Linked DNA regions of Sus scrofa: regions 1, 2, 3, 4 and 5 are each linked to region 6. Evidence: chromatin contacts called from public Hi-C, HiChIP or PLAC-seq and promoter capture Hi-C data. All regions are on one chromosome and are shown on one strand. The core of a region is the stretch at or near the end of the contact, and the rest is flanking DNA. Distances in the headings are between cores, read along the strand shown. Region 1 has its middle 23 kb from the start of ALDH1B1. Region 2 holds the start of ALDH1B1 (aldehyde dehydrogenase X, mitochondrial). Region 3 holds the start of POLR1E (DNA-directed RNA polymerase I subunit RPA49). Region 4 holds the start of TOMM5 (mitochondrial import receptor subunit TOM5 homolog). Region 5 holds the start of ZBTB5 (zinc finger and BTB domain-containing protein 5). Region 6 holds the start of SLC25A51 (solute carrier family 25 member 51).

Region 1 (4,273 bases), core at 1,105-3,604, 420 kb after region 6:
ACAGGAACCTTGAACACCCCACGACTGAGAATAGCAAGGGTCTACAGGCTCAGGGCAGCGCAGAGTTGGGGGGCCAGGGCCAGGGCTCTAGTGTCAGGGAAGGAGGCTGGAGAGAGGGACTCTTTCCCAGTTCTCTGGGGTGGTGATCTGTGACCCAGTGAGATTAAAGGAGGGATAGAAGCCAGAGGCACAGGGTGTCTGGGATCTAGGCTCCATTCTGCCACAGGTTCACTGTGTGCTTTTGGGCAAGTCTCTTCCTTTCTCTGGGCCTCAGTTTCCTTACTTGTAAAAAGAAGAATGAGGTGGCCTCTAAGTCTCCCTCTAGCCCTGCAATTCTATAGGTCAGTGAGAAACCGCCCCTTGTCAGCAGTCTGCTCTGTACAAGTTCACAATACGAAGAAGCCAAAGCAGATTGCTCTGTATTCGTTTGGAAACACCGAATCAGTCTCCTCACTCCCAGTGGTTTGCTGTTGCCTTTCCAAATCTTGGCATCAGAGCCACAAGTTTCAGATATCTCTGCCCTTGATGCAGTTTCTCATGAGGCGAGAGAAATCTCTTCTCCCAGACCACAGCCACGTGGAGCCATCTGCAACATGGAGTTGAGAATCAAGTAGCAAGGAAATAGCTGTGTTGTGAGTGGAGAAGAGGTGAAAAATGATCCCTCAGTCCTGGGAGGCAGAGGTGACTTTGCAATGCCTCAAGTGGGTCAGACAGAGGGACAGTCTGTGTCCCATGAAACGGACCCTCCTCACAACAGTCTGGGAGTTAGGGGTCATTTCCCCCATATTAGAGGTAGGGAAAGCAAGGTGAAATCACCTGTCCCACATCACAGAGCCAGCAGTCACATCCAGGTTAAAATGTAGTCTCGGGAGTTGCCCGTTGTGGCACAGCAGAAACGAATTGACTAGGAACCATGAGGTTGCAGCTTTGATCCCTGGCCTCACTCAGTGAGTTAAGGATCCAGTGTTGCCATGAGTTGTGGTGTAAGTTGCAAATGTGGCTCAGATCCTGTGTTGCTGTGGCTGTGGTGTAGGCCGGCAGCTGTAGCTCCAGTTCAGCCTCTAGCCTGGGAACCTCCATATGCCACGGGTTCAGCCCTAAAAAGACAGAAAAGACAAAAAAAAAAAAAAAAAAAAAAAGTAGGAGTTCCCGTCGTGGCGCAGTGGTTAATGAATCTGACTGGGAACCATGAGGTTGCAGGTTCGATCCCTGGCCTTGCTCAGTGGGTTAAGGATCCGAGGTTGCCGTGAGCTATAGTGTAGGTCGCAGACACAGCTTGGATCCTGAGTTGCTGTGGCTCTGGCTTAGGCTGGTGGCTACAGCTCCGATTCAACCCCTAGCCTGGGAACTTCCATATGCCGCAGCAGCGGCCCAAGAAATGGCAAAAAGACCAAACAAAACAAAACAAAACAAAAAAAACCCTCGCACTGACACGGATCTGTTTACATGCATGTCCCCATTAGTAGAATGTCCTTTCAACAAGAGCTGGGTAGACTCAGCTTTTATCACAGGGCTCTCAGGAACAGAAAGATGCTCAATAAATGTGGGTGGAATTGAACTGGATTTTCACTGGAGCCCACCTGACCCTGGAAATTGGTGGACAGGTGATGCCCTATCAGGGTGGTGGTGTGTATCATCTCTGCAATGGTTTCCGGGGAGTCAGGCAGACAGACAAAGTGTTTCCATCCCAGCCGGGGGTGGGGTGGGGGACGACAAGGTCAGACTCTTAGGAGGAATTAATAATATCCAAGGAATTCCTCTGGAACAGCAGGGGGGAATAAAGATTCTTCAAAGAAGGCCTAATAGTGAATTCTCTGGATTTTCCAGCTAATTTGAAGGTACCTACTTGGAACATTTTCTTGTCAGAAAAGATTTTAAAATACATTCATTCAGTGTGACATGATAATTGGGCCTGGCTGCCTGATGAATGCCTTTTATCTGTTCCTGAGCTATTGTTCCCTGGGATCGAGCTGATGGGCTGGAACGGGCACTTTGTTAAGTGCATAAACAGAGCTACTCGCGATGATTTCTGGCCATGGGATGCAATGGGGTCTCAGAAAGATGCCGCTGGGGGCTTGAAATGACAAGGTGTCTGAGAAAAAAGGAACGTTAGAGAGCAGAGAAGGCAACTTCCTCCTTGTTCCCCTGGGGAGACCGAGGCCCAGGGAGGGGCAGGATCTGCCAGTACCACGTGCCAGGGAGGGGGCAGAGGTGGGTTGTGGACCTGGCAGTTCTTACCTAGAAGACAAGCCTCTCCCTCCTGTCTACAAGACTTCTGTAGAGAAGACACAGCAATGGCCAGTGTATGTCTGTGCCACTCACACTCCCACTTGATCCTTTGCCTGTTGCCCGGGGAACACCTGTTTCTTGCCAGGATGTGGCTGTGTGGAGCACAGTGCATTTCTGACAGCTGCCTCTTCTCAGCTATACAATGCTGTTATCGAAGCAGCTCTTTTCACAGGCCCTTTTCCCTTTCTCCTTCTTTTTTTAATCCTTTCTTTTATTTTAATGCCTTTGTCTTTTCGAAGGCAAACTTCCAGCCTTGGCCATCTGATAATCACTTGCAAAGACTCTATGCTTCTGTATCATCCTTTCTGAGAAGAAAGGACTGGTTTGGACTTACTGTTTGCCTTTACACAATATTATGGCTTACATTGATTTTTCTATTGAAATTTCTTTAGTATTTTTTTTTTTAAACCAGTTTTTGTTTTAGGGTATCTCGGAGAACTCCACATGTTAGTAAATTGTGACTTGGGTTCTCTGCTTTGTCAGAGCAGGGTGGCTATTTCTCTCTTTAAAAACTCAATGAACTGCCTTTCATTAACATTTAACGAATAAAACCGTTCCATCGGGAGTATGAAGTTGACATTTCCATTGTTTTCCTTAGAAAACACCTCGATGTTAATCATCCCTCAAGGGACTTCATTTTCCACAAAAGTAAGATAACAAAGGCCCAGGGTAGGTGTGCTTGTAGGTGCACTTGTACTGTTTAGACATGAATGCGTGTCTGTGTTTTCATGCTTATGTCTGTGTCTGAATGTGTATTTACAATACCACCCATGTGACCGTATTTGTCTGCCAACGTGTAATTGGCCATGTGTATGCCTAGGTTTGTGGTGGTGGTGGTGGTGGTGGTGGTGGTGGTGTGTGTGTGTGTGTGTGTGTGTGTGTGTGTAGGTGAAATGTGTGGATCTGAGTGTATATGGATACATGCATTGTGTGTCTCTGTATGTCTTCTGGCCATGTGACTATGCTCATGAGTAGATGTTTTCGTGCACATGTGCCGGTGCGTATGTATGTACACATCTGTGTGTGATGATTTGTGGGTTTGTGTATCCTTGTGTCTGATTGTAGGCACGTGTGGGGATGTCTTTGTCCCTGTTTCTCTACTTGAGTGTTTGCAGGAGAGGATGCCCAGATATGTGTTCAGAGCCTCCTATACGCATGTACACAGTACCCTCTAGTGGACATAAAAAGAATGCATCCCCCAAACCCCCACCAAAAAAAGCAGGACCCGAGTCACCTCTTTTCCATGCTAGTCTCTGGCTAGGCTTAGGACAGAGTTTCCAGGATAGTCCTTGAGAGGCAAGGGAGGGTAAGGCTCCCACTTCACAGGGAACTCCCTGTGGGGTTCAGCCCACTGGCAGCTGCTTCATAGTGTGGAGTGAAAGGACTCGTCCTCTGGTATGGAGCCAGGATCCCTGGGCTTCCACTTGGTGGTCCATGGGCTGGGAGGAAGGGGACCTGCACACCATCAGATCAAGGTGCAGAGGAGCCTTACTCAGAGCTTCCACATTTGCTGGGGCCCAGCCTTCTCCACTGCCCTCATCAGGCCCAATTCTAAGAACATATTTAGCTTCATGCCTTCCATATACCAAGTCTCATGCCCTGAGAAAATAGGATCCCTTCACCTGAGAGCCTGCATGAGTTTGCTCTTGCTGCTGTAACAGATTACTACAAATTGAGTAACTTAACCCAAATGTATTATTGTAGAGTCCTGGAGGTCAGAAGATTAAAACAGGTGGGCAAGACTATGTTCCTTCTGGGGACTCAAGGGGCAAAGCTGTTTCCTTGCCTTTTCCAGGTTCTAGAGGCTGTCTGCCATCTTTGACTCATGGTCCAACATCACTCTGCCATCTGCTTCTGTTATCACACCTGTTACTCTTACTCCAACTCTCCTGTCTTCCTCTTTCGTAGACCCTTGTGATGACATTGGGCCCACCTGGATATTCCAGGATACCCTTCCTATTTCAGGATCTTTAGCTAAATCACA
Region 2 (4,391 bases), core at 1,433-3,932, 440 kb after region 6:
TAAAACATTCTCTCTGCAAAAATCATCTGTGCATTTTACCCTGAGCCACTGCACATTCATCCTTCTTGCCAAACCATGAATGTCAAGCATTGTGGAAGGTTTTTACTTTTTAAATTTTTGGATGCTTTTACAAATGCCTTGCAACAGCACTACTTATTTTGGTGACTTCTGATGCCAGCCACAGTTTAGGAAGTGTCAAGGGTGGGCCTGCTAGATGGGATCTAGATACAGACAAAGCATTCCCTCCATAAATCCCTTTCGGAAAACCATTCATGGTGGAGTCATAGAATTCCAAAGACCACTTAAGCTGGTGCTTCCCAGATATAGTTGTGCATCAGGAGCATATGAGGAAATTTAAAAATTCCTGGATCTCCACCAACATATAATAATTGAGAATCTCTGAAAGTAAGGCCAGGGAGATTGTAAAGCATGTTTTGTTTTTGTTTTGATGCTCCCCAGGCAGTTCTGATGCACAGCTAAGTTTTGGAACCACTTATCTTGTTCAGTCCTTATCTGGTGCTTTACAGGATTTTGCCAAATGGTTTCATATCCCTCCTGGTACTCCCCAGTGATGGGGGCTCACTGCAGCCCCTCCCACCCATCCTTAGCCAGTTCTGCTTTGTCAGGAAGGTCTTCCTCTGCCCCCTCTAACTTTCCCTCACAGGTCTGGCGCTGCCTTCGAGGACCCCACAGACTACATCTTGTTTTTTGCCTTCTGGAGCCTTGGAGGGTGCAGTCCTGTCCCTTGAGTTCTGAGAGGTGGACACTCCCAGTTCCTTCAGCTGCTCCTCACAGGACACAGCCTTTATCCTCTCCCCAAGGGGCCACTTCTTGTTTGCTACTGCGTCTCACACCTGCCCCAGCTTTCCAAGAGGCCTGACCACTGGAAGACTGATAGTTGTTTTGGCATGGATTCACTGCCTCTACAAATGAGGCTTGTTAATGACTGATCAAATAACCCTTAAGTCAATCCACCATGGAATGTCATGCCAAATGCCCAAAGGGTGCTAGGCTGGCCATGTGCTGGGGTGAGGGTGGTGGGGTGAGGGGGCGGGGGGGGCATGGAGGCAGACAGGGCTTTGCAAGGGGCCACACAATTGCTGGGAAAACATGAGCATAGATGTGGCAAGGCACAAGATGTAGTGCTTCTAGTGAAGAATTAAGTTTTGCAGCAAGGACTGTGAACATCCTAAGGATGACATGGTAACAAAAGACTCCATGGAGCTGTAGCTTAGGGAAAGAATTATATAAATTAATCAGGTTCAAACAGGAAAATGTGCATATTCTAAATATATGGAGAGGTAGAGATTTAAGAGAGAGAGTGGGTGCTGACAGAATTGCTGGAAGGGCCAGAGGGATGGAGAATCAGGGAGGACTTGACCTTCAGGACTGACTCAGAACAAGATGGATAGAGTCCACCAGCCTTGTTACCCTCTGAGACCACTTTGGGGGCTATTTAGCTCAAGACACAGTCCTTAGGCCATGATTTAAAGAGCAGGGAACAAGTAGCTGGAGTCAAGGAACCACAGCTGCAGCAGGCATCTCATACCCAGGGAGCTGGAGAAGAATGCAGAAAACCTCACATTTCTGCCATCATACTAGTGATGACCCAAAGGCAGCAGGACTGTACCCTCCACCTGCCACATGTGGCAGTGGTACTGCTAATCGGCACCACCTAGTTTACATTCAGAACTCTAGCTGCAAATGAGGCTGGGGGCCTGCTCAGAGCTTCCTAACTTCTCCAACCAGGAGGGTGCAGTGGAGGTGGAGCCGGTGGAAGACGGCAGGTTCAGGAATTAGCATCCCGTATGGCAACAACAAATGGAAACAGTCTCCATGTCCATCAACAAGCCATCTTACCACACAATTCTAGGCCACCCGGGAGAGGATGATGTTGCCATTTAATTAATTAGTGACACCATAAAAGGTTCAGAGTAAATTGCTTTTAAAAGGCAGCAAAAAAGAAGTCACCATATGATTTCATTTTCATTAAAAGAGTTTTTGAACAATGCAGAGGAAAAAAGTATCAGCAAGATGGATGGTAACGTTTGGGTGAAAGGATTGAAGATAATATTTTTTTCTTCTTGGAACCTTTTCTGTGTTTTCAAAGCTTTCTGCATTGTGCATATATTCTTGGTGTCCTTAGCCCCACCCCACCCCCGCTCCAATGCAGCTTTTAAAAGCTCAAATATAAAATCTACTGGGAAAAAGAGCAGTGAAGGTGGAAGACAAATTAGTGAACCAAGGAAAAAGAAGTGAGAGAGAGGGAAAGGCACAGAAGAGGCTAAGGAGAGCCTCAAGGATAGGAACTCAGGAGTTCCCTTGCTGGGCATCCTAGGTTAAGGATTCCAAGTTGTCACTGCAGCGACTTGAGTTGCTGCTGTGGCGCGGGTTCTATACCTGGCCCTACCTGGCCGGGAACTTCCACAAAACTCGGGCACTGCGCGCGGGGGCGGGGGAGAATGGTAACCTAATAAGGTGCATTGTGTGCAAAGGAGAAAGGAAAAATACAGTTGGGGCCCAGGCTCCCATTGATGTGTGACCTTTGAAGTCCTATCGTTTCTGGATTTTTGTTTCCGCGCCCAAACGTGCGTCTTAGGACCCCTAGCTCTGCGTGGCGATGCCTGAGAAGGAGCGCTTGCATGGTGCGGAATATTCGCAGGGATAGGGGGCCACTAGACCTTGAGAAGGGTAGTGAGCTAGCAGCACCCCCCCCCCCCCCAATCCTGAAGGCATAGAACAGCCAGCGCTTGGGGGTAGGAGCGGCGTTGGCCGCGCTGCGGAAGGTCTGCGGCGCCCTGGGCGCAGGCGGAGCCTCATTGGCTGCTGAGCTTCGAACTACGCGGAGGCGGGGCCTGTGGCGAGCCCCGGGCCGGTGGCCAGACTAGACCTGGGGGAGTCGGATCCCAAAACAGACCGCGAGCTCCAGCCTGCTGCAGGTAACTGGCGCCCCTCTCTCCTCGGCCCCCACTTCTCACGGACTGGCCACGACTCCCTTCGCTGCAACGCAGGCTTCCTCCCTGGGTCTCGGCTTCCCGATTTGGGGGCCCGCCTTTCCGCCCGAGGGAACGCTGTGGGAACCTCTTCCTGCTTCCCACCCCGCCTCCCACACCGGGTCTCTGGGTGGCGCCGGAGGGGCCCTGAAGACACAGACCTTTGAAACCTCAAATCTTCCCGGTTACCTTGACCTCGTCGCTCCCCGCCACTGGGCCCACTGTAGTAGAGAGCCCCGGATTGTAGCTGTGAGGCCAGTACACGCACTCCCTCCAGCAGAAAGGATAAGGTGGGCGCTACCCGGTCCTCGATGACCCAGTGGGCACAGTGGGCGCTAATAAAAGAGTTGTCCGTAGGAGGGGGGAAACACAAAGATAGGGCTGTGGGAATCCAGGCTGAGGCTCCTATTCTTACTTGCTGTGTGTCCTCAGTGAGTCCCAGAACCTCTCTGATCCCCAACCTTCTTCCAGAATGGGTTGTCATCATCAACCTAAATTCTCTTGGGGCTTCTAGAAGCCTCAGGTGAATTGATTGCTCAGAAGATGGCCTGCAGACTGTAAAGTATGATGTTCTGTGAGCACTTCTCTACCCACATGATGGTGGAGGCCCCTGAGGCGACCCCAAGTAGGTCCCTAGAATAGAAACAGCCTTGGCTGTGCATGAAAGTAGCCTTGCCAACCTTGGTCTGTGATCAATCCTCTTGCCCTCTTTAGCCCCCTCCACCCCTACCCCGTGGATTGGTTAACCCCCCCATCCACCTTATCCTGACCTCCCCAGGGACTCCTCCCTCCTCAGACGCAGGCCTAATGGATGCAAGATCGCTTCTGTCCCAGCGTGGGTCAGAGTCCTGAACAGAGTGAACCCTGCATGCACCCCTGTCAGGTCTGCTGGCTCAGCTTCTCCCCAAGGGATGGCTTCCTAGGAATCTTTCATTTGTGTGGGGCTGGGGACTTAGCTGGGGCCTTGTTTCCCTGGATAAGTTCTTTGCTCCTCTCCCTGCCCAGTGGCAGGGGGTAGGGGTGCTGGGGTAGGGCAGGTGCAATTCTTTCGGGGGCTTGTGGGATAAGGTCAAGTGAGACAGCAGATGTGTAGAGATGTGCTTCAGCGAATCTAGGAACTTTATATACCACTTAAGTTTCATGGATTAAATTTTATAGGGTGTTTAGAGTTGTTATTTTCATCAAGTCTACACTTTTTAGAGTTGTAGGCAAGAATAAACAAAGGCTTCTTTCCAGCTGCTGTACTCATTGCACTCCTGGGAAAGCTGAGGCCTGACTGTGCCTGGGGAGCTGGCCTGGGCTGGTTTCTGAGGGTGCCGCCCAGCTCCGATGACCTGGATGCGTGTGCCAGGCTTTTTGTACTCACAACCCCATTCAGCGTAGCCCCATGAGGCATTT
Region 3 (4,095 bases), core at 2-2,501, 470 kb before region 6:
CTTGCAATTTTTCTGTAAGTTGAGATTTGGTAATTAGAAAAGACTTGCTCAGAAAAAGGAGAGCTCAGGTGTTATCTTTTTTTTTTTTTTTTTTTTGTCTTTTTGCCGTTTCTTGGGCCGCTCCAGTGGCATATGAAGGTTCCCAGGCTAGGGGTCTAATCGGAGTTGTAGCCACCGGCCTACGCCAGAGCCACAGCAACGCGGGATCCGAGCCGCGTCTGCAACCTACATCACAGCTCACGGCAACGCCGGATCCTTAACCCACTGAGCAAGGGCAGGGACGGAACCCGCAACCTCATGGTTCCTAGTCGGATTCGTTAACCACTGCGCCACGAAGGGAACTCCCAGGTGTTAATGTTTTTTAGATCATCTTGGAAGTACGTGCAGGGGGAGGGGAAGTCTCAAAAGAAGGCAATTTGGAAAACACAGATGAGTCAACCTGGTTCTTTCCCTTCAACAGTACCCTCCTTTGACTGAGAAAAACGGGTCCTAGCCTGGGCCCATGCTGAAAGATCTGCTTTAATCCTCCTTTTTGCCTAATAACTCCCCATGCGGTAGGGAGGGTTGAATCCGCGGGGACAAAGGACCATGCCTTCTGGTTCCCCCTTCTTGTCCACCCCAGAAGCTTTGAGTCTGCTGGGCCTCTCCCACTGGTCCATACTCTCAGAGTTGATTGAACCACAGGTGGTACTGTGCCAAGGTCCGAGAAGATGAGGTCATGTTACTGTTTACAGGATTGTGGATCACGTTTGGGCTTAAGGATTGATATCCAGGTGTGTGGATGGAGGTCCTGGAAAGCGGCCGGTCTCCGCCAGTCGCCACATTTAGTTAGCGTGCAAGGATTGCCTATCGAAAAATTCTAAATTTGAACTTGGACTTTCAGGCGTCAGTAAGACTTATTTGCCTCGGTGGTAGAGATAGACCATACCCTACCTAGACTCAGCCGCGAAGAAACCCGTCTATGCGCTAAAGCAAGACCTGAAGGTAGTGTGCTCCCTAGCGGCACACGACCTGTAAAGAGCAGGCCGAGTGCTGGGCCAATCACGTGTTGCGCCTTGCTGCGGAGGAAGGAGCGGGGCATAGGGAGCGCAGAGACCCCGCCTCTCCACGCGGAGGGGCGGGCGAAGAGTGAGAGGGGATGGCCCGCCTCAGAGCTCAGCGAGACAGCGCTTAGGGGCCGGGCCTGATGGGGGCGGAGCCACGCATCTCTGCGTGCGCAGGGCGGTGCCCGGAGAGGCCACGCCTCTTCCGCCCTGCCTTTTTTTTTTTTTTTTTTCCACCCGCGTGTACCTAGCGGACGCAGTTGTCTTAACTCCTGTGCTTGGCGGTAGAAGGGCGAGATGGCGGCGGAGGTGTTGCCGAGTGCAAGGTGGCTGTACTGTGGAGACCCCGAAGAGAGCCAGAGAGCTTTACTGGGTAAGGACTGCGGAGCCGGAGCAGAGCTCCCTGTAACTTCCTCCCTTTCTGTCTCGGTATCTACAGCCCTCGTCTTCCCTTACTGGTCCGTCCCCCTTCTCAGCTGGGCCAGATCCCTTCCAGGCTCTACTGCTACTTAGGGCTCGGCCAGGGTTCCTCTGTCATCTCACCGCGTTTCTGTCACCACCTTCCCGCTGAATGAGGCCTTACCAGTTACCCCTTCCCAGTACTCTAGACCCGGTCATCTCCTCACCCATCAAGTCTCAAACCTGCTCCATTTACTTTCCTCCATTGGGCAGAATTTTTCTTTATCTTTTTAGGTCTGGTCCAGGCCTCGTCAGTTAGTCCCATTTCCCCTAGTTATTCCCTCCCGTCGAAGCCCCTCTCTCCTCAGGCCTCCCCTTACCTTCCCATCCCCTCCCCATCCTCTTCCCACCTGGATCCGGATCTCCTTAAGCCCTCCTTTGGGGAGTTCCCATCATGGCTCAGTGGTTAACGAATCCGACTAGGAACCATGAGGTTGCGGGTTTGATTCCTGGCCTTGCTCATTGGGTTAAGGATCCGGCGTTGACGTGAGCTGTGGTGGTGGTCGGATCCCGCATTGCTGTGGTTCTGGCGTAGGCCGGTGGCTACTGCTCTGATTAGACCCCTAGCCTGGAAACCTCCATATGCCGCGAATTTGGCCCCAGAAAAGACAAAAAACAAACAAAAAACAAAAAAAAACCTCCTTTGGGCCAGGACCTGGGCCTCTTTGCCATCCCCATTCCTTCAGTCACTCCCTCTCATTGACTGTCTGTTTCCTCTGCATCATACTCTCTTGGTCCTTCTGCTCTCATGTCATTCCTGGGCTACAATCTTACAGTCCAGTTCTCCAATGGGAAGCTGCAGAATCCAGGCAACATGCGCTTCACCTTGTACAAGAGCAATGATTCCACAAACCCCAGGAAGAGGAGTCAGCGGATCCTGGTAAGTGCTGCAGTAGCTTGTTTTCTCCACTCTGCAGGCTTCAGGAGGCCCCTTGGGTGTGGAAGGGAGTGAGAGGAGAAAAGCAGGGGATAGCAGATTAGCCTTAAAGAACTTTGAGCCCCAGCAGGCTGGTGTGTGGGAGCAGGCTCCATTCAGTTTCACACTTATGGTGAAATGATAGCCCTTTATTCATTTGTTCATTCAGCAACCATCTATTGAACCCCCACTGTGGCTCTGGGCCGTAAGCAGCTAGGGAGACAACTAAGTCAGACATGGCCCCACCCGGAGGGAGCTCATAATCTAGAGCAGCATTTCTCAATCTCAGCACGACTGACCTTCTGACCCAGATAATTCTTTGTTGTGGGGACTGTTCTGCACATCCCTGGTGTTTAGCAGCTTCCCTGGTCTCTACCCAAATATACCTAGCACCTCCTCGTTGTGACAATAGCATGTCAGACATTCCCAGATGTCCCCATAGGGGTATTTCCCTGGGTTGAGAACCACTGATCTAGAGAAGTGAGAACTGGATGTAGGGGACACTTACACATAAGGAGACAAAGTTCAGGATTCCAGGGAGGGAGGGTACAGAGCAGGGCAAAGTGCGCTCTGCTTGCCAGAATGCCTTCTTGTGGCAGGATGCATTGGAGCCCTGAAGGATGGAGGAAGGTTTGACAGCTGAGGCTAATATTCCAAGTGAAGAGGACACCAAGGACAAACATGGGGAAGCAGGAAAACTTGGCTATGATTGAGGAGTATATTAGCCATTTCCATGGTCCTGGGAGCATGTAAGGAACAGTCATGGAAGAGGTGGCAAAGAGGTTCAAGAAGGGGTTAGACTTTGGGGTTGCCTGCAGGATCATTTTGTTGCATGCCTCTACGTGCTCAGCTACTCTCCCAAGCTCCACCAAGAACTTTCTGGCCTAGCTGGAAGCCAGCAATACCTGGGGCTTCCCTTTCAAAAATCCTTTTGCTTTTTCCCCAGGGACACCCAAAATTCACTTAAAGATAGTGGAGCTGGATCATCTCAAAGAGGCTCTCCCTGTTCTAATCTACTGTGGTTTGGAGTCTAAAGCTTCTGTATCTGAGGTTGCTCAGCTGTGGGAAGTCAAGATATTTATTATCTTTCAGCATTGGTTGTAATGGAACTTTCCCCCTCTCCATTTTAGGCAGCTGAAACAGACAGACTTTCCTATGTGGGAAACAATTTTGGGACTGGAGCCCTCAAATGCAACACTCTCTGCAGGTAGGGACAGGGTAAAGGGATTGCGGGGAGTAGAGGGTGGTGGCGGCAGCCCTGGCACTGCTCTTCTCTGCCTTTATTTTAGGGGCAATGGGGGAAATCTAGAGAGGTTTCTCAAGTTTCTGTGTTCCCAGACCCAGTGGCCTTCACACCAGCATGTAGACATTCCTGAAAATGAAAAGTGACTTAGATTTGTTTAATTTCCTAAAAATCTCATTTATTTACAATCTTGATGAGTTTTTTTAACTGAGAGCTAATTGACATATGACATTGGTTTCAGGTGTATAACAATGATTCAATATATGTACATATTGCAAAATGGCAACATGGTAAGTCTAGCTAACATCCATACTTAATTACAAAATTTTTTCAACCAGAAGTTTATACTTTTTGATCACCTTCATTAATTTTCACCACATCGTTAACTTATAATAGTCTTTTGTTTTTAAGCATCTTGTTCACAGAAGGCAGCA
Region 4 (4,059 bases), core at 568-3,067, 330 kb before region 6:
TTTATATGAAATGTCCAGAATTGGAAAATCCCTAAAGACAAAAAATGGGAATGATCAGTAATGACATGGTGTTTCTTTCAGAGGGAAATAAAATGTTCTAAAATAGATTGTAGTGATGGCTGCACAACTCTGACTACACTAGCAACCAATAAATTGTACACTTTGAGTGACTTGTATAACATGCATATTGTATCAATTTAAAAATCATAAGGAACAGTATTCTGTATTTTTTTTTAAAAAAACAACTCATATCGAATACAAAGGTCATTGAAAAGAAGCAAATATTTTACCGGCAGCTAAGTCAACCAAAAAAAGAGGAAGAAATAAATTGGGAGTTGTAAAAAGCTGTTGGAGCTGGACAATCTGAGGTGGCCTGTTCACCAGGGCTCCCTCTTCCGGGGAAGCACAGTATTACCACAGACAGCGAAGGGGGCAGATTAAGGGGACAAGACTTTAGGGAGTTCTGGCCCTAGGCCCAAAAGGAGCCCTCTACAAGATGACCTTAGTATGACCTTCATTTATTTGAATCGTCTCTTCCTCTTCATCAAGGACCTACTAACATACAGCAAGGAACAAGGAAAAGAACACTGAACTGAAAATGAGACGGAGGGGCAAAGTGCTTCTCAAATTCCTATCAGTAAAACTAGAAAACTGATCTATAAAACTGCATCCAGATCTAATATTGTGTGCTGGTAATTCTGATAATTTGCGTAAGTGCCCTCTAAATGTGGAGTTCTTATTTGCAAAGTGGACAGAGATTTATGTCCTGCCTCTCCCAGGGCTATTGTGAAGATCAGGCAGTGCAAATAGTTTCTATCAAAAATAAAATCGAATAAACTCTCAGGTATTATCATCAGTCCTATTAGGAAGTTTCCACTGTGGCCCAGTGATTAACACATCGGGTTTGTTTCTGTGGAGGCGCGGTTCCAGCCCCGGTCCAGAGCAGTTGTTAAGGATCCGGCTGTTACTGCAGCCGTGGCATAGGCTGCAGCTCTGGCTCAGATTAGATTCCTAGCCGGGTAACTTCCATATGCCTCTGTGTGGCCAAGAGAAAAAAAAATTAATCCTATTAACTCATACTCTTTTTTCGTCATTCTTTTAAAATAGCAATTATTTACTCCGCCCTCCATACAAATAAAAGGAACAAAACCTTTTGGATTTCAGAGGTCAGCAATAATGGAAGGAAACTTGGCAGCGAGTAAAGAATTCTGGATTCTAGGTCAAGATCATTCACCAAATCGCTGAGTGACCTTGAGCCTGCCATTTATCCACTCTAGACACAAGTTTTTCTGTGTGCAAAACGAGGTAGCTGCTCTGGGAGATAACCCTTGAGGCGCTTTCATTTCAAACGGTCGGGCTGGGTGATTACCCTGGACCGTGATTCAACCTCGAGGTCCAGGTCGCCGCGTGCCCTAAAACACTCCAGCCCTCACAAGCAGATCCTAACCGCGTCGCGCATGCGCCCGCTGCCCTCGACGTGCACGTCCCTTGCGCCCAGCGACCGCTTAGTTTAGTTCAAGGCCCCCAAAGGCCAATGGGATCAAAGTTGGAGGGCAGTGTCCGCGAGCTCCCTGTTAGTTTCACGGCCACAGCCTGAAAGGACACTCACTGACTCGCAGCAGGGCCACATAGATGAGGAAGTTCCGTATGGAAGAGATCACATCCTCACGCATCTTCCGTTTCATCTCCTCAGGGTCCAGCTTCGGCGCGAGGCCCTCGATCCGGAACATCGCGGCTCTGCCTCACCAATTCCAGTGGTCGCGCTCTGCAATTCTCAGCTTCCGTGTGGCGCCCGGAACTCGACCCAATCCCATTTCCTGTTCCCGCCCCTCGTTTTCGACTCCTGCGACGGGAGCCTGCGAAGGACAAAATTCATCCTTACATTGACTTGTTCTGAAGGAGGGCGGCCTGAAGGGGGCACACGCCATCTTAGCGACGCGCGACTCGGGTTCCTGCAGGCTCCTGTCTTGAGCCCCGCGCGTGGAGCGGCAAAGTGGTTTTGCGCCTCGGAGGGGGAGGTGCACTTAGGTACCATCTTAAATAATAATAGTTAGCATTTATTAAATACGCAGTACATTTCTACTCATGAATTCGATATTATTATTTTCATTTTCTAGATAAGAAAATTAAAGCACAGAGATCTTTAAAACAACTTGCCCAGATAGTGTTTAAAATACCTCAGGGGGAAAAAAAAGGGTTGGGAAAGAGAGATGAAAGGATATTAGCAAAATATTGAAAATAACTTAGGTGGTGATTAGTGTATCATTTCAGTTAATTATTCCAGTCTTTTATTATGAATAATTTTGAACTTTTTAATGATGAGCTAAAATAAAAAGACAAAGATGATGACATTTGCTCAAGGTACACAACTAGTCAATTCTGAGCAGGGTTGTGTACCTAGTTAGACCAGTAGGGTCCCAGACACATAGTTTTTAACATTTTACGTTTTATTATTGTCATCTCATTTTCAGTGTTAACTGATCATCACAAATTACAGTATTGGCCCAGTGATACAGTGTATATAAATCAAGTTTAGATCTGTTCAACATTCTACAGATAAGGACAGAGAGGTTTAGAAACCCAGTGTAATTCCTAAAGTCTTTCTACTAATGATGGGCAGAGGCAGGGTTCTAATGCAAATAATTATAATATTAAATTGAATTCTCTTTCCCCTGCACCCTTTTGTTCCTCTGTTAGTCTTTATTAGCTATTAGTGCCTGCTTGGATGGGCATCTCTGGAAGCAGAAGGTAGGAATTTAATGCAACCAGATTTCCTGTCACGGAATGATCAAAACAGTTGTTAGAAGGCTGCTGCCCCAAATTATGCATGCCAACTAGCCATATATAATTCTCAGACACGAACCAGATGACTGACTTGCTCACATAATTCAAGACCAGAATGCTCCTTCTAGACTGTACATTGCATAGCAACAATGGATTTTAGATAAATTTGAACAGTAATTTACTATGGAAGCAACAGATAACTCTTAAATCTTGCTCTTCCCCCCCCCCCAACCCCCTGCCTTCCTGATTGACAGAATGTAACACATTGAGTCAAGAAAGGGAACTCATTTGCTTATTCAGGCTTTAGTAACCTCTTGCATCTATAATTCATGCAGTGGAATAGCAGAGGCAGCCCTGGAGTGGGAGGGGCTGATTCCCAAGGAATGGCTCCATCTAACCCTTGGAGAGCGTTTAGAAAGCCTGCACTGATGGTGGAAAGCAGTGGGGGCTGCGGAAAGAACCTGAAAAAGGAGGTGGGGGGAATGAAAGTATGTTTCTTTAGTTAAAGGGAGGAGATACAATTTTTTTTTTGTCTTTGCTTTTTGGGGCTGCACCCTCAGCATATGGAAGTTCCTGGGCTAGGGATAGAATTGGAGCTATAGCTGCCAGCCTGTGCCACAGTCACAGTCACCGCAGACATGGGATCCAAGCCGTGTCTCCACAGCTCAGGGCAACACCAGATCCTTAATCCACTGAACGGGGCCAGGAATTGAACCCTCATCCTCATGGATACTAGCCATATTCGTTTCTGTTGCAGCACAACAGGAACTCCCAAAGGGAAGAGATGTAATTAAATGCGCTTGAGAGTCCCTTTCAGTTCTAACAGTCTGTGCATTTAAATTCTAAATGTGTTATCTAGGGCATTCTGGTCTGGAATGTATGGACATCAAAATATTATCAAATGTGGTGAGATATGGAAACAGCCTGTGTGTGTTTTCCATGGTAGGAAGAACATAACAATAAGGCACACCTCATCCATCTGAAGAGTGAGGCAAAGCAGATGTGCAAAAAATGAGTTCTTATGTGATTCCAGTAACTTACATCCTTAGTGTTGCCCGAGTTTAGATATACAGTTCTCAAATGAAATTACCAATTTTTTTTCTTCACTGAGATGCTCTTGAATAACTTGCCTGGATTCACAGGGAACTGAAGAGAGAAGAAATTAACAGAAGATCATGTTTCTTGGTAAAAAGCACAGATTTTTAGCATTCATCCAATGTAAACACCTGTTTATTTGAAAACATGGTTGTAAATGGCTGATTCGTTAAAGTGCAA
Region 5 (3,990 bases), core at 1,170-3,669, 490 kb before region 6:
TATGCTTAAAATCAACAGACAAGAAAATATTTGTTTACAACAAATTTGCATTAAAAATAAATAAAAGGTGACAACAAATATGGAATCAATATCTTGGGTTTTTCTTTTCTCTTTCCATAGAGGCAGATTCATATCTCACTACACGTAAGATAGTTTTAACTCTTACCCACACTAAAGAACTTCAATTTAATAAAATTCATGCTAAGTACTTTATTTTTTATTTTATTTTTGTCTTTTTAGGGCCGCATCTGCAGCATATGGAGGTTCCCAGGCTAGGGTTGAATTAGAGCTATAGCCGCTGGCCTACACCACAGCAATTCAGGAACCAAGCCACATCTGCGACCTATACCACAGCTCACAGCATTGCCAGATCCTTAACCCACTGATTGAGGAGAAAGATCAAACCCACATCCTCCTGGGTACTAGTCGGGTTCCTTAACTGCTGAGCCACAATGGGAACTCCCATGTTAAGTACTTTAAATACTAAACATTTACATACATTTTGTATCCAAGTGACTTTTTAAAAATGACTTCAACTTCTTGTGACAGTCTCTTTTGAGAGCACTGAACCCTAAGTTTAGGAAAACATCCCACTCTAAGATTCTTTTCTTGCAAATCTTACCACTTCCAGAATTTTGCTAAACACCTCAAATAGCCAGAATATGGTCTGCAACTATTTCCAGCTAACTATACCTTGTCCTGACACAACTTTTAGGAGAGAAAAGGCAAATCCAAAAACAAGTTGACTTCAGGACTCTTTAAAAAAAAAAAAAAAAAAAAAATCCTGGTTTGTTTATTTAGCAGAACGCAAGAGACCAGAACAGGTCCTCGACCTGTTAAGTCTTAACTGGCAGGTCACCAAGCTGGCAGTGGTGGCACAGCCAGTCTTCCCAAGTTTCCTGGGATTTCCAGAGGGGGTTAAAGCAATAGTGGGAGGCCTTTCCTTGGTTTAGGGGCTTTTCTTTAAAATTCTCTTCCCTCACCGCTAATCTTTTAGCTTACCATCCTCACAACCCAAATCATAGCACTTCACTGAATTCAGTTTCTCCAGAAAATGAGGCATTCAGCCCACCTTTTCAAAATTATCTAAGGCACAACAGCCTATATAACGACAACAAATCATCATTGATGAGTAAGGCACAGCATTCTCTTCAACCTCTAAAGAAAAGATCCCAATGTATGTCATATCTTCTACCTACTAAAACAGAGAAGCATAGAAACACATTTTGGAAATATTTTTGCTTCAATTCCTGAAGGTGAAAGGTTTCTTACTTCCACTAATTAAAATTAACCCCAGAACCCAAGTATACCACTTAGCAATGAAGCTTTTACTGCGCCTTTATGTAAAAATTTTTTGCCAAGTTAAATATTCAGGATTTGTGTCCTATTCAGAAATTAGCTTCCACAGTATCGTCCACAAGGCCAGAATACAGACTGACTTAATAGCAAATGACCTTTTTGGAAGGAAAAAAACTAACCTTCAACTCCCCTTAGTTCACTGCCTAACATGCATAAACCTGTATGTCCTCCAAACAAGGGAGGAGGGGGACAGACTGTTCTTACCACTGCATCCCCTACACCTCCTAGCACGAAGCCTGGAAGCAGTGGGTTTTCAATAAATGCCTATAAACACTTTAGTCCTTTTAGTTGCGGCATTCCAAAACACTGGCTCCGCCCCTCCTGGTTCAGCCGCCGGTTCCCGATTCCAGCTCGCCTTGGCCTTGCTCTGGTGAAACGAAACCTCGTCGCTCAATGAGACCCAGGACAGGGGCAAGGAAGCCACCCGACCCCATTCCGCAGATTCTCTATTCACCCTGCCAGGGTGCTGGTCTTTCCCACGCGATCCCAGGAACCAACGTAGCCCGCCCGCAGATCAGAGGGGGCAAGAGCCCCCGCCCCACTCGGCGGACAGACAGCCTGGCGTCGGGACGCGGGGGACGCCTGCGCAGAACACGCCTCCCACCCGCCTTGGCCCCTCCGCTCTGAGGGTAACAATAACCCTCAGGAAAGACAGGCAGGGCAGACGCGGGGGGGCACCGGTACGCTTCGGCGCGCGCCCAGACACCTAGACAAGACCCTGATCGCGCCGCCCACCCAGCTCCCCCAGAGCTCAACTGTCTCCACGTGAGCGCGCCAGCGCGCGCCACCACCGCTCCCGCTGACAGAGTCGCCTCACCTGAGCCGGGCTCCGCCCCCCTTCTCGCTGGAGGAGGCGGTGACCCTTCTTCGATCCGACCCGACAGTGTGGCAGAAGACCGGAACGTCCAGGCTGGCTCCTCGGTGATGGGATTTCCTCCCTCTTCCGTCCACCCCGCCTCTTGTTGCCCAGCTCCTTCAACCCCTTCGCCGCGGCACTCTTGAGAACACCGCGGCGGCTGCACACAGTAAACGGAAGTGACGCAACGCGAGATCGCCTACTCCGCGGCATTTCTCGTCCCCTCCGGCAGGGGTGCAACCAATCAGAAGGGGAGAGGGCGGGGCCGGGACAGAAGTGCAGCCAGCCGGCGCGCGGTATCTGGAGGAATTTACTCGGCCCCCGGAACACTGACCAATCCGCGGTCCCAGGAGCCTCGCTGTGTTTACTACCGACAGAATCCGTGAGCTCTGTGACCAATCACCGTTTGCCTTACAACACATAAAACTGTTATCAAACGCCTTTGAAGGCGGGATTTATCACTAAGCGGTTCTAGATTTAGACTGTAGAAAAGCGACTGAGTGTGGAGGCCAATCCAGGCCCATTGTGGGTGAGACCAGCTGGTTTTCCTAATTCCACCAATCACAACCACGACTGCCTTTGGTCTGAGCCAGGGGTAAGGCGAGCCCGCGAGGTAGTGTGTGTCCCACCACTGGCTGGACTTGAAGGATTTCCCTACCTTCTCGGCGCCCGGCACTTCGGTGACCACCGGCTCCCTATGGGATGCGAATTTCCTTCGTGGGACCCACTCACGCACGGTGTCCGAGGTTGAGTTCCCATCTCGTAGACTTTGGAAGGAATAAAATATAATTTCAGGAAGCTATATAGGTTGAATTAAGACAAAATCCAAGCTAAAGATGTTGAACCAAAAATTCTGTTCATCTCACAGAAGTTGGGTCCGACGCAGCCCTACGTCCAATCTAGGTGCCAGCGTCTCGAAGCGCTGGTGCCTCCCGGCTCCCCACTGGCACTTTGCTCTGCATTACCTGCCGCAGGTCAAATAAGCCTGCAGTCTCCAGAACCAAACCTCTAAAGAACAGCATTGGGAATGTGGAAGGGTGGCGGACTTCGAAGTGACGCTCTCAGAAAAGAGTAAGCTCCGGGTGGCTTCCAGACCTCCAGGTGCACGCTCGGATGGAGAGGCCAAGCTCTGAGGGACACTGGCTGGAGGGCTTCCGAGGGCACCGGGCCCTGGGGCAGAAAGAAGCTCTCTTTCCCTGGGTGAAGAGGAGGCAAGGAAGCCTGGGAGGGGCCTTCCCCGACGGGAAGTGTAAGGGGCATGGCGCGACTCCAGAGTTTAAGGCAGGCTGGGAACGCAGCTTGATTCTTGGGGCGGCGGGGCGGGGGTGGAGGGAAGACAGACTATTTTTAAAAGGGAACACCCCACTTCAGAATGTGACACTCAAGTTATCTTTGCAGCTGATCTGTCCCTTCACTGTACAGGTTGGAAATGTTGCCCTCGAGGTTTTTTTCTTTAAGGCTTCAATGAGGTCTGATGGTAAATTATTGTTCATTAAGATTCCCTGACATTTTGTAGCCCTTACACGTATTTTATTGCCAGACTGGGTGATTGAGAAAAAAAACGGAATGCTGACAGTAAGCCAGGTAATGTGAGAAGTCTCTTCACCTATGTGACCCTTAGAAACATATGTGAGCTAAAATGTTATCTCAGATTTACAGACTGGCAAAAATTAAAAAGATTTGTATGTTCAGCACTTAGGAACGTGTTTGAAAAAGTCCCATCCTATATTGTAGTTTAGGAGTGTCATTGCTGCCCTCTGAAGATCACTTAGTAT
Region 6 (4,307 bases), core at 1,542-4,041:
AAACAAATCTAACTAGGAACCATGAGGATGTGGGTTAGATCCCTGGCCGCGCTTAGTGGGTTAAGGATCTGGCGTTGCTGTGCACTGTGGGTGTAGTTCGCAGATGTGGCTCGCTTGCTTCCTGCATTGCTGTGGCTGTGGTGTAGGCCGGCAGCTATAGCTCTGATTTGACCCCTAGCGTGGGAACCTCCATATGCCTCAGGTGTGGCCCTAAAAATAAAAAATAAAAAAAAAAGCAGTTTAATGGATTTCTTGCTGTAGTGCAGCAGGTTAAGGGTCTGGCATCACCACAGCTGTGGTGTAGGTTGCAGCTGCAGCTTGGACTAGATCCTTCGTCCAGGAACTTCCATATGCCAAGGGTGTGGCCAAAAATAAAAATTTACAAAACAACAGCACAGAAATACTTTGTATCTACATAATGTTTTGCTCTTCTTCAGAGTTTCAGGACTAAACCATGTTAAAATCAACAAAAATATTCAGATCTATGTGACTATTCCTAACTCACTGAGACATTTACAAACATAAAAAAATTTCATTTTTACACACCAAACACATAACATTTAAAAGCTGCTTAACAATATGTTCCTTGTTAACACAAACCAAGTTATTTGCACACTTGAACAATAAAATTTTGTCCATGTTCACTTTTAATTTTTATTGGAATGGTACCTGCATTACTTTCCAAAATTTTGCAAATTAAAGTGACTTCTACTAGTTTTGTCATGATCCTTTGTGATAATGGGGACTGTTACTCAACAAATAGAAAGTTGTGACTAACAGAAGTTAGCAAATTTTTTTTTTTTTTTTTTTTTTTTTGGCCATACCTGCAGCATATGGAAGTTCCGGGACCAGGGACTGAACCTTCGCCACGGCAGCAACCCAACTGTCTGTGGGGACAATGCCAGGTCCTTAACCCACTGCACCACAGAGGAACTCCCAGCCAGTCATTTACTGACCACTGCAATTAACTACTTTAAGGAATTTAAAGAACATTATTGTACATTTAGGGTCTCAGATTTTTAAAACTAGGCCTTGACATAGGGAAAAGGAATGCAATGAAACCCTTCTGGACTTTACAGATTTAAAGCTTTCCCTCTCATTTCTTCCTAGATAAGGAGATAGTGTAAACAGGTTCTTAATTTAGCCAGGAGAAGGAAGGATAGTGTACAGAGTATTCTGTAGCGATGAAATTAAAAATTTTGTATATTTATACTTGAACATGACTAAATTTCTTTGCTAAACTGATCTACATATTTAAATTCTTTAACATGGATAATTCACTCCAATTTATTGCAACATATATATACCATAATTTTACATTGCCTGCTACCTAAAACACTCGACCTATGTCAGCATAAGGAGGCAAAGTTAATCAAGATGACTTTCAAGCAACTCCAAGTGTCAAACTTTTATGGTAAAAGAAAACAGTGTAATCTAAATGCTCACCATAATTTATAGCCCACATGGATAAGACACAGTTGTGAACCCAGCACAAAGGTCTTTGTACAAAAACTACGGAGAAGGCAACTGTAATTCTCCAAGGATGTTAACTCCTACAAGTCAGCAGGTCTGAGTCAGCATTCACATAAGATAAACCTGGGATCCAGTGGTCACTATCTTGCCACTATAAATTTAAAGCAATGTCTATGATTTAAAAATCCACTTCTCTGGGCTTAATCTACCAAAGGAAAGACCAGGTAAGTCCACTGCTTTTTAAAGAGACTGCTTGTGATCTTTGCCTGAGATGCACTCAAGGTGACTCCAGATCCAAAACGCCTAACCTGTGCTCTGAAATCACCCGCGGACCTAACCAGTCCTAGAACCTTTTGCTTTCACGGAACCCTTTCAAAAACAAGTACAGAGGAAGCTCAGATTGGCAAGGTCACTACCGTTACTCTAAGGGCTTCTGTTTCACAGCTTGCACGTAGTGAAACAGAAGGTGGGGATTAAGACCAGCTGTATACAGTTATAGGGCCAAAAAAAGGGTAAATATAGCCTTTAAGACGCCCCACTTAGATAAGCTTAATACCCAATAATTGGTACAAATTTACAATTAACAACATAATCCCATCACCACCACCAGACCAAAAAAAAAGCCTCGTACTACAAGTTTCCTACAACGCGAAGCAACATGGTGTCGCAGAATAAGCATTGTCTGGTTGTGCGGCTGAACTTACCATTCTCCAGGCGTCCATTTCCCCAGTGTGTGATAAGAGGGAGGGGAGGGTGGTGGGTTCGCCAAAGCCCCTTCCGTCTCTGACACCGGACAGAATAAGGGGTCCGGGGCCCATTCGCAGTGCCGGCGCCGCTCCCCTCCCGCGCAGGCAAAGCAAGAACCCTTCCCGCCCCGCTCTAGGTGCGCGGCAGAAGGCACCTCCCCGCCCCAGGCGCGCCCAAAAGAGCGCGCTGCCTCCTCCACCGGAAAAGCTCTTTCCGGCAGCCGGACAGCGCCCCTGGCTCAGCGAAACCCGGCGGCCGCCGGCCCCTGCGGCTGCAGGCCCCACCCGGGAGGGCACGAGCGGCAGTGGCGGGGCGCGCCGTGGGGCGGAGGGGACGCAGTGCGCGCGCGCGCGCTGAGGGGTAGGTGGGCCAGAGGACGCGGCAGACGGCCTCCTCGGACCCTCCTTCGTGCTTCCAGGCACTCCTTGCTGAGGCCGGGGGAGCCCCGCGTTTCCCTCTCACCCGCCTCCCACACTCACCCATCGCCGCGGGCCCGGCTCCGCGCCCGGTAGCCGCCCGCCCGCAGGTAGGCCAGCCCGCGAGCCCAGCCGGCGCCGGCGCAGGCGCAGACATTGACCGACCCCAGAGCTCGGGGCGGGGCGTGACGCGCTGGACGCTGCCGAGCCCGGTCACGTGAGGGAGACTACGCCGCGCTGCCTCCCTCTAAACCTGCGGAGGGTGAGGGGACGCCTGCCCACCCCTGGCAGCTGTGCGGCGAGCGAAGGCACTTGGGGGGTCACCCATCACATCTGTCGTAGGGCTTTGAGATTCCGCTGGATGGAATGCCATACCGTGGGTGCCCTACGGTGGCCTTGCCGTACCAGAAACAGCCAACGCGTTCTCTAGTGCTTGGTAGCCGGGAGGACCCCTGGGTACTGACAGTTGTGGGTTGCAAGCGCGCCTTTGCTGAGGCCTTGAAAGTCTCCGCCTCCCTCCCCTTGTAGCCTTGGTTAGCTTTCATTGAACCCTCGGAGTGGCATATTGTCAGCTGCTATTACTGCAGGTCACAGAACACCTGTGTGTGCTTTAGACTATACAAGTCATTTAAAAACCCTGTTTCCTTTCAACCTCAAACAACTTGCACGCATTGAATGCCACTGCACTGAGAATTAAGAGGCATAAGTCAAATCATAGTCCTGACCCTTCCTGGGAGTGACTTTGGACATGTCTCTGAGCCCCAGATCCTGAAAAGTAACACCTGCCTTACATGCAGCCCTTGGCCCCTGTAACAAGCACTGGGAGCAATGATCTGACTCTACCTTATATACTGGAAGGCACGCAGATGTGAGGCGTTGAAGGAGAGTGAGGCTCTACAGGAGGCTCATCAGATCTGTGAGGTGTATGCTCTTTAAGTGGGGTTTGTCAAATAGGCAACTCACCTGGCATGAAACACTGGTCAGGGTATGGGTATAGGTTGATGGCTCTCCCTGGTCACTTCCCCTGAGAGCATTTTGTAGATATTGACTCCAAAATTGTGTCCAGTTTGCCTGAGCTGGCCTGATAAACAGCTTCTTGGGGTGTGGGAAACCATGCTACCTAATTTCACCACACACTCTCCAGAGGTACCTACTGTGTGCCATCGTCCTCACCTGAACTCTCTTGGGGGGAACTTAGAATCCAAGTAAGGATATAAAAACAAAAACTCTGGAAGTTTATATGCATGAGGGGCTTCTTCCCTTAAGGGACAACCAGGACGGGCTTCACAGGGTGGAGGCGTTTGAACTGGGCCTTGGAGGATGAATGAATGGAATTTGGATGAGTGGAGAAACTCATAGTGGCAAGAGATAAGGTTGTCAAGGACAGGTGGTGAGGTCTGATAGGGCAGATCTTGACTTTCAAGTGCAGGCACCGGGCATCTGATTAGGGTTCGGGGATAGATTTCAGGCTCCACAGGATAATGACCAGGCCACACAGTAGTTTGGAGTGATTAAAAATTGGGCAGCAGTTGGGGAAGGGCATTTACGTTGGAATTATGTTTGCCCTGTCTTGTGTGAATCCCTAATCAGCTGTATTATTCAAAAAATAAATAAACCAGGCAGGCAGCCAGTGTGTTCATAAGCATAAATAATTCATTTCAAATTAGAATG

What was found. Promoter capture Hi-C pulls out the DNA fragments that hold promoters and counts their contacts. Hi-C and Micro-C count contacts between places; a contact is called where the count stands out from the background. HiChIP or PLAC-seq counts read pairs in DNA pulled down with a chosen protein or histone mark.
Region 1: a promoter capture Hi-C map of fetal skeletal muscle shows a contact between it and region 6, with 12 times the contacts expected there. The contact joins the enhancer-like site here to the promoter of SLC25A51 in region 6. A contact is called at or near these places in 3 of 5 promoter capture datasets (fetal liver, fetal skeletal muscle and liver), 28 of 47 Hi-C or Micro-C datasets (adipose tissue, alveolar macrophages, brain and 16 more) and 2 of 2 datasets of contacts at active chromatin or transcription factors (alveolar macrophages and skeletal muscle).
Region 2: a promoter capture Hi-C map of liver shows a contact between it and region 6, with 11 times the contacts expected there. The contact joins the promoter of ALDH1B1 here to the promoter of SLC25A51 in region 6. A contact is called at or near these places in 4 of 5 promoter capture datasets (fetal skeletal muscle, liver and skeletal muscle), 13 of 47 Hi-C or Micro-C datasets (alveolar macrophages, brain, embryonic fibroblasts and 4 more) and 2 of 2 datasets of contacts at active chromatin or transcription factors (alveolar macrophages and skeletal muscle).
Region 3: an H3K27ac HiChIP or PLAC-seq map of alveolar macrophages shows a contact between it and region 6. The contact joins the promoter of POLR1E here to the promoter of SLC25A51 in region 6. A contact is called at or near these places in 2 of 5 promoter capture datasets (fetal liver and liver), 15 of 47 Hi-C or Micro-C datasets (alveolar macrophages, brain, embryonic fibroblasts and 10 more) and 2 of 2 datasets of contacts at active chromatin or transcription factors (alveolar macrophages and skeletal muscle).
Region 4: a contact with region 6 is called in a Hi-C map of embryonic fibroblasts, with 2.2 times the contacts expected there. The contact joins the promoter of TOMM5 here to the promoter of SLC25A51 in region 6. A contact is called at or near these places in 3 of 5 promoter capture datasets (fetal liver, fetal skeletal muscle and liver), 11 of 47 Hi-C or Micro-C datasets (alveolar macrophages, embryonic fibroblasts, heart right ventricle and 6 more) and 2 of 2 datasets of contacts at active chromatin or transcription factors (alveolar macrophages and skeletal muscle).
Region 5: a contact with region 6 is called in an H3K27ac HiChIP or PLAC-seq map of alveolar macrophages. The contact joins the promoter of ZBTB5 here to the promoter of SLC25A51 in region 6. A contact is called at or near these places in 2 of 5 promoter capture datasets (fetal liver and liver), 2 of 47 Hi-C or Micro-C datasets (heart right ventricle and liver) and 2 of 2 datasets of contacts at active chromatin or transcription factors (alveolar macrophages and skeletal muscle).

Annotation. Positions count from the first base shown.
Region 1 is chr1:239,084,532-239,088,804 of Sscrofa11.1, forward strand. No RefSeq gene overlaps it. Among named protein-coding and RNA genes, the nearest start is that of ALDH1B1, 23 kb to the right of the region's middle. Within about 2 kb of position 2,355, at least 5 of the 83 cell types and tissues checked have an H3K27ac peak or open chromatin away from gene starts, as enhancers often do. A contact at or near this core is called in fetal skeletal muscle, where this site is marked.
Region 2 is chr1:239,107,132-239,111,522 of Sscrofa11.1, forward strand. It overlaps ALDH1B1 (aldehyde dehydrogenase X, mitochondrial), which reads left to right and starts at 2,683. Exons shown (of 2, transcript XM_003353586.5): 1 at 2,683-2,939.
Region 3 is chr1:238,196,408-238,200,502 of Sscrofa11.1, forward strand. It overlaps POLR1E (DNA-directed RNA polymerase I subunit RPA49), which reads left to right and starts at 1,252. Exons shown (of 12, transcript XM_021066147.1): 1 at 1,252-1,416; 2 at 2,279-2,382; 3 at 3,549-3,625. The coding sequence starts at 1,341.
Region 4 is chr1:238,331,249-238,335,307 of Sscrofa11.1, forward strand. TOMM5 (mitochondrial import receptor subunit TOM5 homolog) reads right to left here and starts at 1,818. Exons shown (of 2, transcript XM_003122021.5): 1 at 1,610-1,818. The coding sequence starts at 1,730. It overlaps LOC102165621 (a long non-coding RNA gene), which reads left to right and starts at 1,937. Exons shown (of 3, transcript XR_301353.3): 1 at 1,937-2,028.
Region 5 is chr1:238,175,058-238,179,047 of Sscrofa11.1, forward strand. It overlaps ZBTB5 (zinc finger and BTB domain-containing protein 5), which reads right to left and starts at 2,420. Exons shown (of 2, transcript XM_021066137.1): 1 at 2,177-2,420.
Region 6 is chr1:238,664,637-238,668,943 of Sscrofa11.1, forward strand. SLC25A51 (solute carrier family 25 member 51) reads right to left here and starts at 2,792. Exons shown (of 3, transcript NM_001258408.1): 1 at 2,700-2,792.